Regions from separate parts of the Sus scrofa genome. Here all the other regions are linked to region 1. The links are chromatin contacts, called in public HiChIP or PLAC-seq maps. All regions are on one chromosome and are shown on one strand. Each heading gives the region's core, a stretch centred on a gene start, on an enhancer-like site or on the middle of the called end of the contact. The rest is flanking DNA. Distances are from core to core; before and after follow the strand shown. Region 1 overlaps CTIF (CBP80/20-dependent translation initiation factor). Region 2 overlaps DYM (dymeclin). Region 3 overlaps DYM (dymeclin).

Evidence for each region. HiChIP or PLAC-seq counts read pairs in DNA pulled down with a chosen protein or histone mark.
Region 2: an H3K27ac HiChIP or PLAC-seq map of alveolar macrophages shows a contact between it and region 1. The contact joins two enhancer-like sites. A contact is called at or near these places in 22 of 47 Hi-C or Micro-C datasets (alveolar macrophages, brain, embryonic fibroblasts and 14 more) and 2 of 2 datasets of contacts at active chromatin or transcription factors (alveolar macrophages and skeletal muscle).
Region 3: an H3K27ac HiChIP or PLAC-seq map of alveolar macrophages shows a contact between it and region 1. The contact joins two enhancer-like sites. A contact is called at or near these places in 11 of 47 Hi-C or Micro-C datasets (alveolar macrophages, embryonic fibroblasts, fetal heart ventricle and 6 more) and 1 of 2 datasets of contacts at active chromatin or transcription factors (alveolar macrophages).

What each region holds. Positions count from the first base shown.
Region 1 is chr1:98,267,208-98,271,052 of Sscrofa11.1, reverse strand. All of the region lies in intron 6 of CTIF (CBP80/20-dependent translation initiation factor), which reads right to left. Among named protein-coding and RNA genes, the nearest start is that of TRNAD-GUC, 41 kb to the right of the region's middle. Within about 2 kb of position 1,637, at least 9 of the 83 cell types and tissues checked have an H3K27ac peak or open chromatin away from gene starts, as enhancers often do. A contact at or near this core is called in alveolar macrophages, where this site is marked.
Region 2 is chr1:98,843,139-98,846,983 of Sscrofa11.1, reverse strand. All of the region lies in intron 13 of DYM (dymeclin), which reads left to right. Among named protein-coding and RNA genes, the nearest start is that of DYM, 180 kb to the left of the region's middle. Within about 2 kb of position 1,718, at least 5 of the 83 cell types and tissues checked have an H3K27ac peak or open chromatin away from gene starts, as enhancers often do. A contact at or near this core is called in alveolar macrophages, where this site is marked.
Region 3 is chr1:98,803,951-98,807,795 of Sscrofa11.1, reverse strand. The region is part of intron 13 of DYM (dymeclin); the gene reads left to right. Among named protein-coding and RNA genes, the nearest start is that of DYM, 220 kb to the left of the region's middle. Within about 2 kb of position 2,140, at least 2 of the 83 cell types and tissues checked have an H3K27ac peak or open chromatin away from gene starts, as enhancers often do. A contact at or near this core is called in alveolar macrophages, where this site is marked.

The DNA of each region.
Region 1 (3,845 bases), core at 388-2,887:
AAACCTTTCCAATTAAAAAAAAAAAAGGAACAATCTCTCTTCCTCTGTCAAAGGTGTCAGTAGGGGCTCCTCTCTCCCTCTCCCCACCCCCTCCTCCTCTCTTTCCATTTTTAGTGCCTTTAGCACTAGAGAAAGAAAAAAAAAAAGATATCCATTTTCTTGTTCTTGCTTATTAAGGAAATGACATTCACCCCTCACTTGCTGTACGTGACTATAGTCGCCTAGAATTAGAAAATGGTTTTCCATCACCTCTTCCTCCTTGGCACTCCTTACAAAGGGGCGCCAGGCTGCCTGAATTCCAATCCCACTCCCCCATTTGTAAGCCATGAGATTTGGGGCCACGTATTTGATCTCAGTTTTCTTGTCCGCATGCTGACGATAAGACTAGTATCTACACTTTACAGGGCAGTTATGAGAATTCAGAAAGGACATGTGCAGACACGTAGCTCGGACGGTGTCCCCATGTGAAGGAGGCACAGGTTCTGGATGGGGTGGGGGGTGGGTGGGACAGGGACACTAGGAGTGAGTCCACTTACAGGAACAAGTGGTTCTCCTGTCATTCACCCAATATTTAAGGAGCACTGTATGAGCCCTCAGAGAATGGGACTTTCCAGTGGGAGAATGCAGACCACAAAAATAAATAAAGCATGTGTGATGCGTTCCACGAAGAGAAATAAAGGTGGGGGGTGAGGAGTACAGAACAGGGAGTTCAGGAGGCCTTACTAAGAAGGTGACATTGGACCAGAGACAACACGGTCTGTAAAAAGAGATCAGTAACGGCACACACTTCACAGACATGATGCAGCAATAGGTAAGATAAGAAAGAGAAAGCCCCTCACAGTTCCTGGAACCTAGAAGGCCAGTGTCTGCATGGCAATACAGTCATTGCTAGATACTCATTATGGGGACATCAGGAGAATGGCATGTCCTGGTTCACTGGAAAGGCAGTGGCCCCTGCATTTAAACTCAGTCCATCAAAACCAACCTTATGGTTTCTACAGGTGAAACTGCTGGGGGGAGGGAAGAATTGGGAGGGTGGGAATAACACATACACAATATATACTCACTGACTAATGAGAACCTACTCTATAACCCAGGAAAATCTACTCAATAGTTTGTAATAACTAGTATGGGAAAAAAGAATGGCTATATTTCTATGTGTGACTGACTCACTTGGCTGTACACCTGGAACTAATACAACATTCTAAGTTAGCTATACTGCAATAAAATAAAAATATAAATAAAAAAAAAACCACCTCAGTCCATCATGGCTAAGACCATACCTGGTCTACAGAAAGGTGCCCAGTCAATCCTGGTGGACTCAACCAATGAAGTCACACCCCGTGGGACCAAGAAGGGACATGAAGCAGAACTTGCGGACAAGGAACGGCCTGGGCTAGTGAGGTGGGACTTAGTTTTTACATGACTTTGCTCCTTGGCATCTCAGAATATTTTAATAATCCTTATGTCTGTGAGTTAGCATATCCTGGAAGTTTCCAGAAGACTTGGCAACAGAGCTGGCATAGCTCTAGGGAACAATAAAGTCACTCCTTCCAATCTGAAGGGCTGGGAACCAGGCTTTCAGTAGCTTCAGTCCAGTGTGGGGCAGCCCCTTCCCACCAACCCTGAGTTCACACTGCAACAGCACCACCTGCTGGAGGAACAGGGCTGCTCCCTCATTTTTATTCCTTCAAGCACTCAGTGGCTTCGTGGGTGGGGGAGTGCAGCCTGGACATCATTTTGGAGGGGAGTGATTTTCATTCTGAAAGCTCATTTGTCCCTCATATTCTTGGGGGCTTGGGGTGGTTCTCATCCTGTCTTTATTCGGGCCAAGCAGGTAAATGGGGTGATTAACCCCAAGTCTCACTTGCCCCCCTGTCAGCTGGTCTCCTGTCCTCTCCTGGGTCCTGTGTGAAGAGAGCGCTTGGACACGCTGGTATGAGGTGGCATGAGGTCAGAAATCCCACTTTACCTTTCCTGGGTTTTCCGGGCCCCTTCGTGGAGAGGGCCTTGGGCATATCCATGAGGCCAGAAATCCCACCTGACTCAGTGATGTTTCTGGTCCAGTGGGTGCACCAGGTCGACCTCACAAGAATGGGTCTACACATTCTGTACTTCACTCAACTAGGTCACTCACCAGAGGATCAGAGCAAAACGGGCCTGCCCAGGTCAGGGTGAGCTCAGAATTAACTGCAGACAGACAGAGAATTTAGTTTCAACATTTCCTAACAGGAAGGCAAAAGGGGAAATAAGTTCCTCTGGTCAGACAAAAGACAGCAGAGGGAACATTTGTCTGACAAGAGAATTCAAAGAGAAATGATCAAAATGTGTCCTTTTCGAAAGCCTGGGGCAAGACACAGGATAATTCAAAAACAGTGTCTTTCAACTGGGGTTTTGTTTAAGATGCAGAAGCCTCCAGCGCTGTGTGGGGAAGAGAAGACAGTATTTCTGCAGAGCCCTGAGGCTATGTGGCTCCTGAGCTTTGGTAAGCTGAGGAGATGCTGAGGAGAAATTGTTCAAGTCACCACACCAGAGGGGGAAGGAGCCTGGTGGGGTGATGTCTGGGCTGGAGGTTTGGGGACGGAGGAGAGGGGAGGGGAGTGCAAGGAGGGGCGGGAACCCATCTCATTCTACTCCTTTGCCCTCACACGGTCAAGTTTGTGGAGTGCCATCCCTCCCCTCAGCACAGCTTCTACCTAACCTTCTGAGGGCAGAAGCCAACACTCTGCAACCCCCCAAGCCCATACCAATGGGTGCCTTCCTGCAGGCCCAGGTGCGGCCGTCTAGTAGGGGGATGGCCACCAGCACCCCTCACTCCATCAGCAAGCACCCTCCTTGTCTGCAGCTGATAGAGGCTCAACCTCCCCGGGGCTGCCCCATGTTCCCAGGAGTCTGAGGATTGGAGGGGTGCAGAGGGTCCCCTGGAGGAATGTCAGGCTGTGCACAGCAGAGACATGTTGACCAAACAGGTGCTCTCCGTCACCTGCCTGGCCGCTTCCTTCACTGTCTCTTCCCCTCGCTTGTTGTGGAAAGAAGGGCCTGAGTCTGGAGGGTCTGGGTCATTTGGGGGACAGAGTTAAGCACCATACTTGTATGCTGAGCATGAATGAGACAAGGACAACTTTGGCGACTGGGGACCAGCTGCAACACGCCTGTGAAGCCTCCAGAACGGCACGCTGGCGCCCTCTAGTGGGAGCAGATCACAGAGCAGCCATCTGTCCTCCCGCCTTGGCACCAGGCACACCTGACCCTGGGGCCACACTGGGAGCAGGATTACAATTGATGGGGACTGGAATGTTTACATCACTGCCAACCCCCTTCCACAGTTCACAATAGAGATGCCAAAAGTGCAAGTGGAACCCCCAGGACTCCTTGCTAAGCCCAGCTCCATGGGTCTCAGCTTCCTCCCTCACCTCTGGCTGCACCCCTGCGATGGATGTCCTCCTGAATCCATGTCACCATGCTCAAGCCCTCCAGCACACCCCCCCCACCTTGCTCCTGAGGCGGCCAAGTGCTTGTGGATGCTAAGATCTGGCCGCTGGCTGTCCGCCCAGCTCATCTGCTCCTCTCCCTCAGCTATCACCACAGAGAGGGACAGTCACCTTCCCTATCATCAGCCTTTACTAACCAACTAAATGCCTTTTATGGGTGGAGAACTCTGCCCAGCAGATGTGGGCACCTACTGTCACCCTGCTGCCCCAGGTTCTTGGTTCTGTCCAGGGGCCTGAATCCCAGCTCCTGGATCCAGGGCTCACTGTGCAAATACAACCAGGTGGGACCATCAGTGATAGAGTCTTCAGCTTTGTTTATTATTATTACTTTTTCTTTTTAGGGCTGCACCTGTG
Region 2 (3,845 bases), core at 469-2,968, 580 kb before region 1:
AGCCAGACAGTAAAAAAGATTTGCAGAAATAGAAAATAATGCTACTTCTTCACACATTTTCTTTTGATTTGGAAGGGAGTTGTTTCTCATGAAATATTTTGTGTTAACATGTAATGCGTTCATTATTATATTTAAGTGAATAAATATTTTAGATTTTTCTCAGTTTTATTTCTACTGCAGTTAATGTTTGTAGATATATCCCACATATAAAAAAGTTCTTTGGGGTCCTTAATAATGTTTTAAGAATTTAAAGGAGCTCTGAGAGAAGTTTAAAAACCACTGTTCTGATGCCCTTTCAGAGAGGGGGGGTAGAGGTAGTGATGTGAGCATGTCTGTCACAAAGCTCACTGTACATACTTTCAAATTCCTACTGTTTCTGAATTAATTATACCCCTACTTTCTTCCATCAATATAATCAATAGTTAGCTATGTGTGTATTATTCATGCCTTCATTTAATAAATATTTACTGGGAACGCAGTTATTAGAGCTTCGAAGAGAAAGGGGATATACAGAATCTATAAATCATATTTATTCCCTGTAAGGACACATGGTTTCTTGAATCTTTAAAAGTCATAAGATGGGGAGCTTACTGTGGTAAATTGTCTTAGAAGTTTATTACTCATCTTGCCTGGGTATGACTATAAAATAAATTTGTCCTGGTTGTTTATTGCTGTGTGACAAACCACCCCAAAACTCAGTAGCTTACAGCAACAATTCATAATGATCTCTCCCAGTGCTGTGGATTCTCAGCTTGGCTGAGTGATACTCACTCAAGTGTTCTCACATGCTTGCATTCGGACAGCAGCAAGGCTGGATGTCCAGTATGAACAGTCTCATGGCTGGCGGTTGATGCCACCTATCAGCTGGGAGGTCTGTTGAGATGGTGACTAGAGCATCTCAGTTTTTCCATGAGACCTGTCCACAAAGCTTGGTTTTCTCACAGGTTCTCAAGGGGATGCTCCCAAGAATAAACATCCCAAGAGTGAGAAAAGCTAAGGCTTCTGACGACCTAGCTCACCTATCCCACAGTGTCGCTTTCACCACGTTTTATCAGTCAAAAACAGGTCACAGGACCAGCACAGATTCAAAGGAGCGGACCACACAAGGACATAAATGCTGGGAGGCTTGGTTGATTTGTGGCCGTCTTTGAACAGTAGCTGCCACAAGACTGTCATGAACTGGTGAAGCTGGGAAAATGAAAGACTACTTTCCTTCTCAAATTCTAGGCTTAAGATAAATGTCTAGATTTCGATTCAAAAAAGAAAAGCTGAATGCATTCAAATGCTATCTTTGCATTTTTCTTTCCTTTGTTTAATTTACACTTGACATAAAAGTTCTCTCCCCTGACTTTTGCCTGTGTTGTATTTCTTTGGTTCAGAAGGAATGCCCACTTGCCAATAATGAATGGTGTCTTTACTTAGACTAATGGACAGAGTTCCTGTCTTATAAACGCTCATGGGGCTGCACTTGCTGGTCACCTAGTGGTTGATAATGGCCAGCTCTTGTCTTTGGGTTGAGAAAACTTAAGGGCTGTGTTTCCCTGGGGGCAGTATGACTGGCCTTATGTTCACTCTGGCACTGGCAGCTGCAGAAGTCCTATGTGGGGGAGGTTGAGGGGGCAGCATGACGTTTGGAGGGTGGAGCTAGGAGATTGTCTGGAAATGGCATTTGTACATCAGTCACACTGTCTCCAGTTGATTATGTGTTTGCCTTGAGATCTGGCTGGAGGACGTTTGATGGGGGGGGGATGCTTTAGCTAAAGTGCCCCTTGGTGGTGCTGTTGCGCTATAAACTTCCAAAGAAAACATCTTCTGGTGCCATTTTTTTTTTTTTTTTTTTTAAAGCAAACATTTTATTGGACACCTGTGGTACACCAGGCCCAGTGCTAGGCTTAGGGGAAATAAAATCTGGTTATTGTCCTCATAGTCTAATCCTTGCTATTGACTTTCTTGACATTTTCTGAAAAGTGGTAAAAATAATACCTCATTGAATTCAAGCCAGGCCCATAGCTGCCTGTAGGCCTTAGGAAAGTAGTGACCAATTTGCCTAAAGATGTATTCACAAAGTTAAAAACATTTTAAGTTATAAAAAAGTTATCAAATAATCCATATATTTTTTTTTAAACACTCAATTTCACACTATTAAGAAAAATGCAATTTAAAACTTCACTAAGATGCCATTTTCCACATATTCGATTAGGAGGATCTGTTTGGGTGTTTGTAACATTCTCAAAATTTTGGGTAGGAGTGTAAATTGGTATGGCTCCTATGAAGAACAGTATGGCAATATGTAAACAAATTCTAAGTACATTACCCTGTGAGCCAACTGTCATACTTCCACATTTGTGAAAGTGACAATGTACAGGTTTATTTTGGCAGTGTTTTTCTTTATAACAAAAAAGATGAGAAACGACTCTAAATCAATAGAGACGTAATTCAGTATTGTACATTGATACAGTAGACAGTGTGTAGCTATAAAAATTTAAAAAAATAATAAGGCTTTTCAAGATATGCTGAAAAGCAAGGCATGGCACTGTACGTATACAGTGGTCCCCTGGTACCCAAGATTTCACTTTGCTCAGTTTCAGTTACCTGTGGTCAACTATGGGCTGAAAATGCTAAATGGAAAATTCCAGAAATAAACGGTTTATAAGTGTTTAATTGTATGTCATTTTTGTGCTGTTCTGCCTGGGACATGAATCATCTCTTTGTCCAGTGTATCACTTAGTAGTCACATTACGCACACATTATGCGTGTGTGTGTGTGTGTGTGTGTGTGTGTGTGTGTGTGAGATGACGTAGTTCTGTAACATGATGGCTTCAAAATGTCATTGAATTTATCCAGTGAAATTAATAATGCCATGTGGACATTTAAGTTGTCGGTGCGTATGCACGTACGTAGACATAACAGTTCTGGAAAGAAAATCCTTGTGCATGTGTGAGGAACAGCGTATGGTAGTGGTTAGCAGTACACACTGTAGTGAGGCCCACCTCTGCCTCTTACTGGCTGTGTGACCTTGGACAAGTTTTCAGACCTTTTCATGTGTACGTTTCCTCATCTGTAAAATGTGGATAATAATTCCTATTTTGTAGCATCATTGTGAGGATTACAACAATATAACGTGAAAATCTTTCAGAACAGTGTTGAGCACATTTAAGTGTTAGCCAGCCTCTTCTCTCCAAATGTGCAGCATGGGGATAAAATACAGACTTGATTCCGAGTGACTCTTACTGTTCATTATTAATGAGCCTCAAAACTCTTGACAAACATTTGTTTGTAGCTCATCCTTTCGGTACTGTCCTCGAAAGTGATTCCTGGGGTCACAAGCAGAAGACGCTTACGGATAATTTGCTTGATACAATTAGCATGAGGAGAGCCAGGATGAGCGGCTGCAGGGGAGTTGTTCTCTTCCCTTCAGGGAGGGGAATCTAGTTATGCTCTCAAATCTCAGGTGTGTCTGGGGCTTCTTTCAGTAGCAGGGAAAGTTATTCAGAGTCTTTCTGGGGAAAGCATGTTGAAAATGGGTCGTCATTCACCTGGCTAAATGATGTGAACAAAGAGGAGACCTGTTTGGACTGATCTAATTTGCTTAGTGTACATGCTGCGTTCATCCCCCACCTCCGAATCTATGTAGCTGCCTTTTGGGGCAGTCAGCTCGCATTTCCCCATTTCCTTAGGTCATTATTTATTTTCTAAAGGCTTTATTTTCATTTCTTAATAATTGTTGATTAGCTCCTAGAAGTCATCCCTGCCTGTTTCCCATCCTGAGTCGAACCATTTATAAAGCAGTTTCTTTTTTCCACATCTTGGTTTACTTGAAGTGGGATATACTTGATCACATTGAA
Region 3 (3,845 bases), core at 891-3,390, 540 kb before region 1:
ACTCTAATGGACAGTGTTCTAATTATTAATTACTTTTATTTTAATCCTCAAAGCAACTCCGTGAGGTAGTTAATATCATCATCATCATCATCATCTTTTTTTAGGTAAGGAAACTGATGCACAGACTAGTTTAATACCTTGCAAGAAGATGGTAAAGCCAGTATTGAGACTGAAATATTCTAGCCATAGGGAGCTACACTTTTAGCATCAAACTGCCTCCCAAGAAACTTTTTACTAGTAGTATGATTTTATTAAGTAACTTTGCCCTTGAAATCATTTCAGCCCATTTTAAGAGCCCAGTACAAATTTGATATTATTTGATGATTATACATTTTAAATTATTTGTGTTTAGGAGTTCTTGCTGTGGCACAACAGGATCAGCAGTGTCTCTGGAGCTCTGGGATGCAGGTTCAATCCCCTTCTCCACACAGTGGATTAGGGATCCGGCTTTGCCACAGCTGTGGTGTAGGTCGCAACTGCGACTTGGGTCTGATCCCTGGCCCAAGAACTCCATATACTGTGAGGCGGCCAAGAAAGAAATAAAATAAAATAAACTATTTGTATTTAAATTCTTATACTTCTCTGCCCACTCAAAATTTCACTTGGGGATAGTTTATACAACTGGCTAAATTTCAAAATTACACCATAGACTATAGAAACAGAACTGTATTTCTTGTTCCTGTAAATTCTGTAGGTACTATTTAGTCTGGTTTCTACTCTCTAAACATGCAGTGCCTCCTGTTATTCAAAGCTACTAATCCTAAATTTCATAGTGTTGTATCCCAGATGACTAAGTTTGGCCTTAATTTTTGCTATAGTTTTGATTTCTTTTTTCTTCACAGAGTAATAGTAGATTCAAGCTGTTCTCAAAAGGTTTTTAACCCATTTTCACAAAGCAAGCATTTATAGGCAGATTTTCAAGGTAACCCAAAGGATATATTTTACATTTTACTTACCACTGGGGGAAGAAAAAGTAAGAGCAATTAGCAACTGAATGTAATTTCCAGGAGTGACTAAAGGTCTCGTTTCTCCTCTAATGAACAATTGTGTCATCCTTCTAACTGAATAAACAAGCAGAAGCTTTCTGGGGGATTTAAAATTATAGTTACTATCCATGTATGTACATTTTTTTATCCAGGTGACATTTAGACAAACTTTAAAATGTTTGTTATTTTAAGTTTATTCTTGGTGTATCTGATGTTGATTCAGTTAATCCTTTTCCTTTGTGCATTTATTCTCAAGTAGCACACACTAGAAGCCAGTAGGAAGCTCCAGTCCCCTATTGCTCAGGGCAGTAGAAGTTTATTGTATGGTCTCTACATCATGGCACACAGTGGTTGTGGCCACACTGGGAATCTGCGCAAAGAGTGGTTGTGTCTGGTTGGAGTGAGTCCACCTTTTAGGATTTATATAATGTCCTTCAGCCCTAAACTTCCCCAAGCATGTTTGAACATAGGGATGCAACAACATATAATAGTATTTTAGTATCATTTCTGTAAAATATTAGAAAGTAAAAGAAATGTTGGCAAATTAATCTAAAACCAGTGCATACGTAGCTGCAGGTAATTTTACTTCTGAGTATGCAGTAAAAATAGTATATTTGGGGAGTATTTTTCATAGTTTAGCAAATCGTAAAGTAGCCTCTGGATTGCTCTTACTGGTCAGGTAGAGAGCATCATTGTGGATTAACAGGTCCATAAAACCCAACGTTCTGTTGACTTTGTAATTCTTGCTATTTTCTTGTTTTGAATAACAGTATATTACTGTAGCAGGCAAGACATGGAGGTGATATGTTGTGATAGTCTAGTTTAAAGAAAAGAGCTCAAGAACCACTTCCTTTTTTTTTTTTTTTTTTTTTTTTCTTTTTTTTTGGTCTTTGTGCCTTTTCTAGGGCCGCTCCTGGGGCATATGGAGGTTCCCAGGCTTGGGGTCAAATCGGAGCTGTTGCCGCCGGCCTACACCACAGCCACAGCAACGCGGGATCCGAGCTGCATCTGCGAGCTACACCACAGCTCATGGCAACGCCGGGTCCTTAACCCACTGAGCAAGGCCAGGGATCAAAGGCGCAACCTCATGGTTCCTAGCCGGATTCATTAACCATTGCGCCACGACGGGAACTCCAAGAACCACTTCCTTGATTTCTGTGCCTGGCACTAAGCAGCAAATGCAACCCAGGCTACCAATTTGCATGACTCTTGGTGTGATGATGATAAGAGTTTGTGGTATTTCCTGTTACCATAGTTTAAAGAAATTGTATTTCACTCTTGCTGTCTGGTTTTCTAGTCCCTCCCTTCCTCTTTTGAATCTAATAATGATAATAGAACCTGTTTATACAGCAAATCTATATACATTAATAACTTGTGGTTTCACTGAAAGATGATCCAGTTGAGCTAGAACCATGATGAAAACTAAGAGGCATCAGTTGCAAATTTGTGAATGTAACTCATGTACGCATCTTCTCCTTAAGTGAGATCAAAGTCAGTTTGGCTTTAATTGGCACTGCTTTTTACAACTAAGATGGTAGTGGTTCTGTTCTGCTGTCATGGGAATATTACCCCAAACAGTAAAAAGAACTCTTAAAATTATTGTTTTGTTAACTAACTCAGCCCTGGTGTATTTGTATTCTTGGATTTGAATTTGTTGGCATGGGGCTTAAATCACTGCTCTCTATGTACTGAGGAATGTATATACCTGTATGAGTCAGAAATGAATCTGACTAGGAACTATGAGGTTGCTGGTTCAAACCTTGGCCTCGCTCAGTGGGTTAAGGATCCGGTGTTGCGGTGAGCTGTGGTGTAGTTTGCAGATGCTGCTCGGATCTGGCATTGCTGTGGCTCTGGCATAGGCTGGCAGCAGCAGCTCCTGATTAGACCCCTAGCCTGGGAACCTTCATATACCATGGGTGTGGCCCTACAAAGACAAAAAAAAAAAAGAATTAAAAAGACTAAGTAGTCTTCTCATAGGGTAATGTGGCCTTATTTGTTTATAGCATGTGGAAATTTAACATGCCTCCCCATAACCAAAACCATAGAACTAACTTTCCCAATACGTGTTGCATTCTTTTGCATAATGAAGCTATATGTATTATCGTGTTATTCCTAATCTGGTTCTGGGGAGTGCATTCTCTGTTTTTGTATATTTAGAGAAGCTGATTTTCCCTCTTACATAATCAAATGGTGTTTCTTCTGATGACTTATACTTGTATAAATGCAGTAGTTATTTCCTTGCCTATTAATATTTGTTATTCAAATATTTTTCTGAGGTGAGTTTAGTTTTCATTTTATTATTTTTAGATATGTTATCATTAAAAATATCTTTCTGGTGCCATCCTGTTTCAGCTTTGAATTTTAATTCATTGTTGTTTTAAATAAGCCATCATGTTCCAAAATTACAGCATTGGGAGTTCTTTTGTGGCTCAGCATTGTCAGCAACATGGCTCAGATCATTGCTAAGTATCTGGCATTGTCACTGCAACAGCTTGGGTCGCTGCTATGATGTGGGTTCAGTCCCTGGCCTAGGAACTTCCACATGCAGTAGGTGTGGCCAAGAAAGAATTACAGTGTTATCTAGAACTAATTATCTTCCTTTTTGAATGTAAAATCCCCCTGAAAAAAACATAAAATGCAAATGAAGTTTTTTTCATATATTAGTTCATTAGACTGGCTCACTTAATATCACTTTGGCTTAAAAGAGCTGGATTTCTGTGGGATGTTTTGTTTTTCTGATTTTTCTCTGTAGCAGATATCTCTGTCCTTATTGTCAGTGAGGACAAACAGAGTTTGGGCAAGTTGTAGCTGAGAGAAGCACAGTAAAACCAGTGTTGCAATTCACCCATTTCCCTCCCA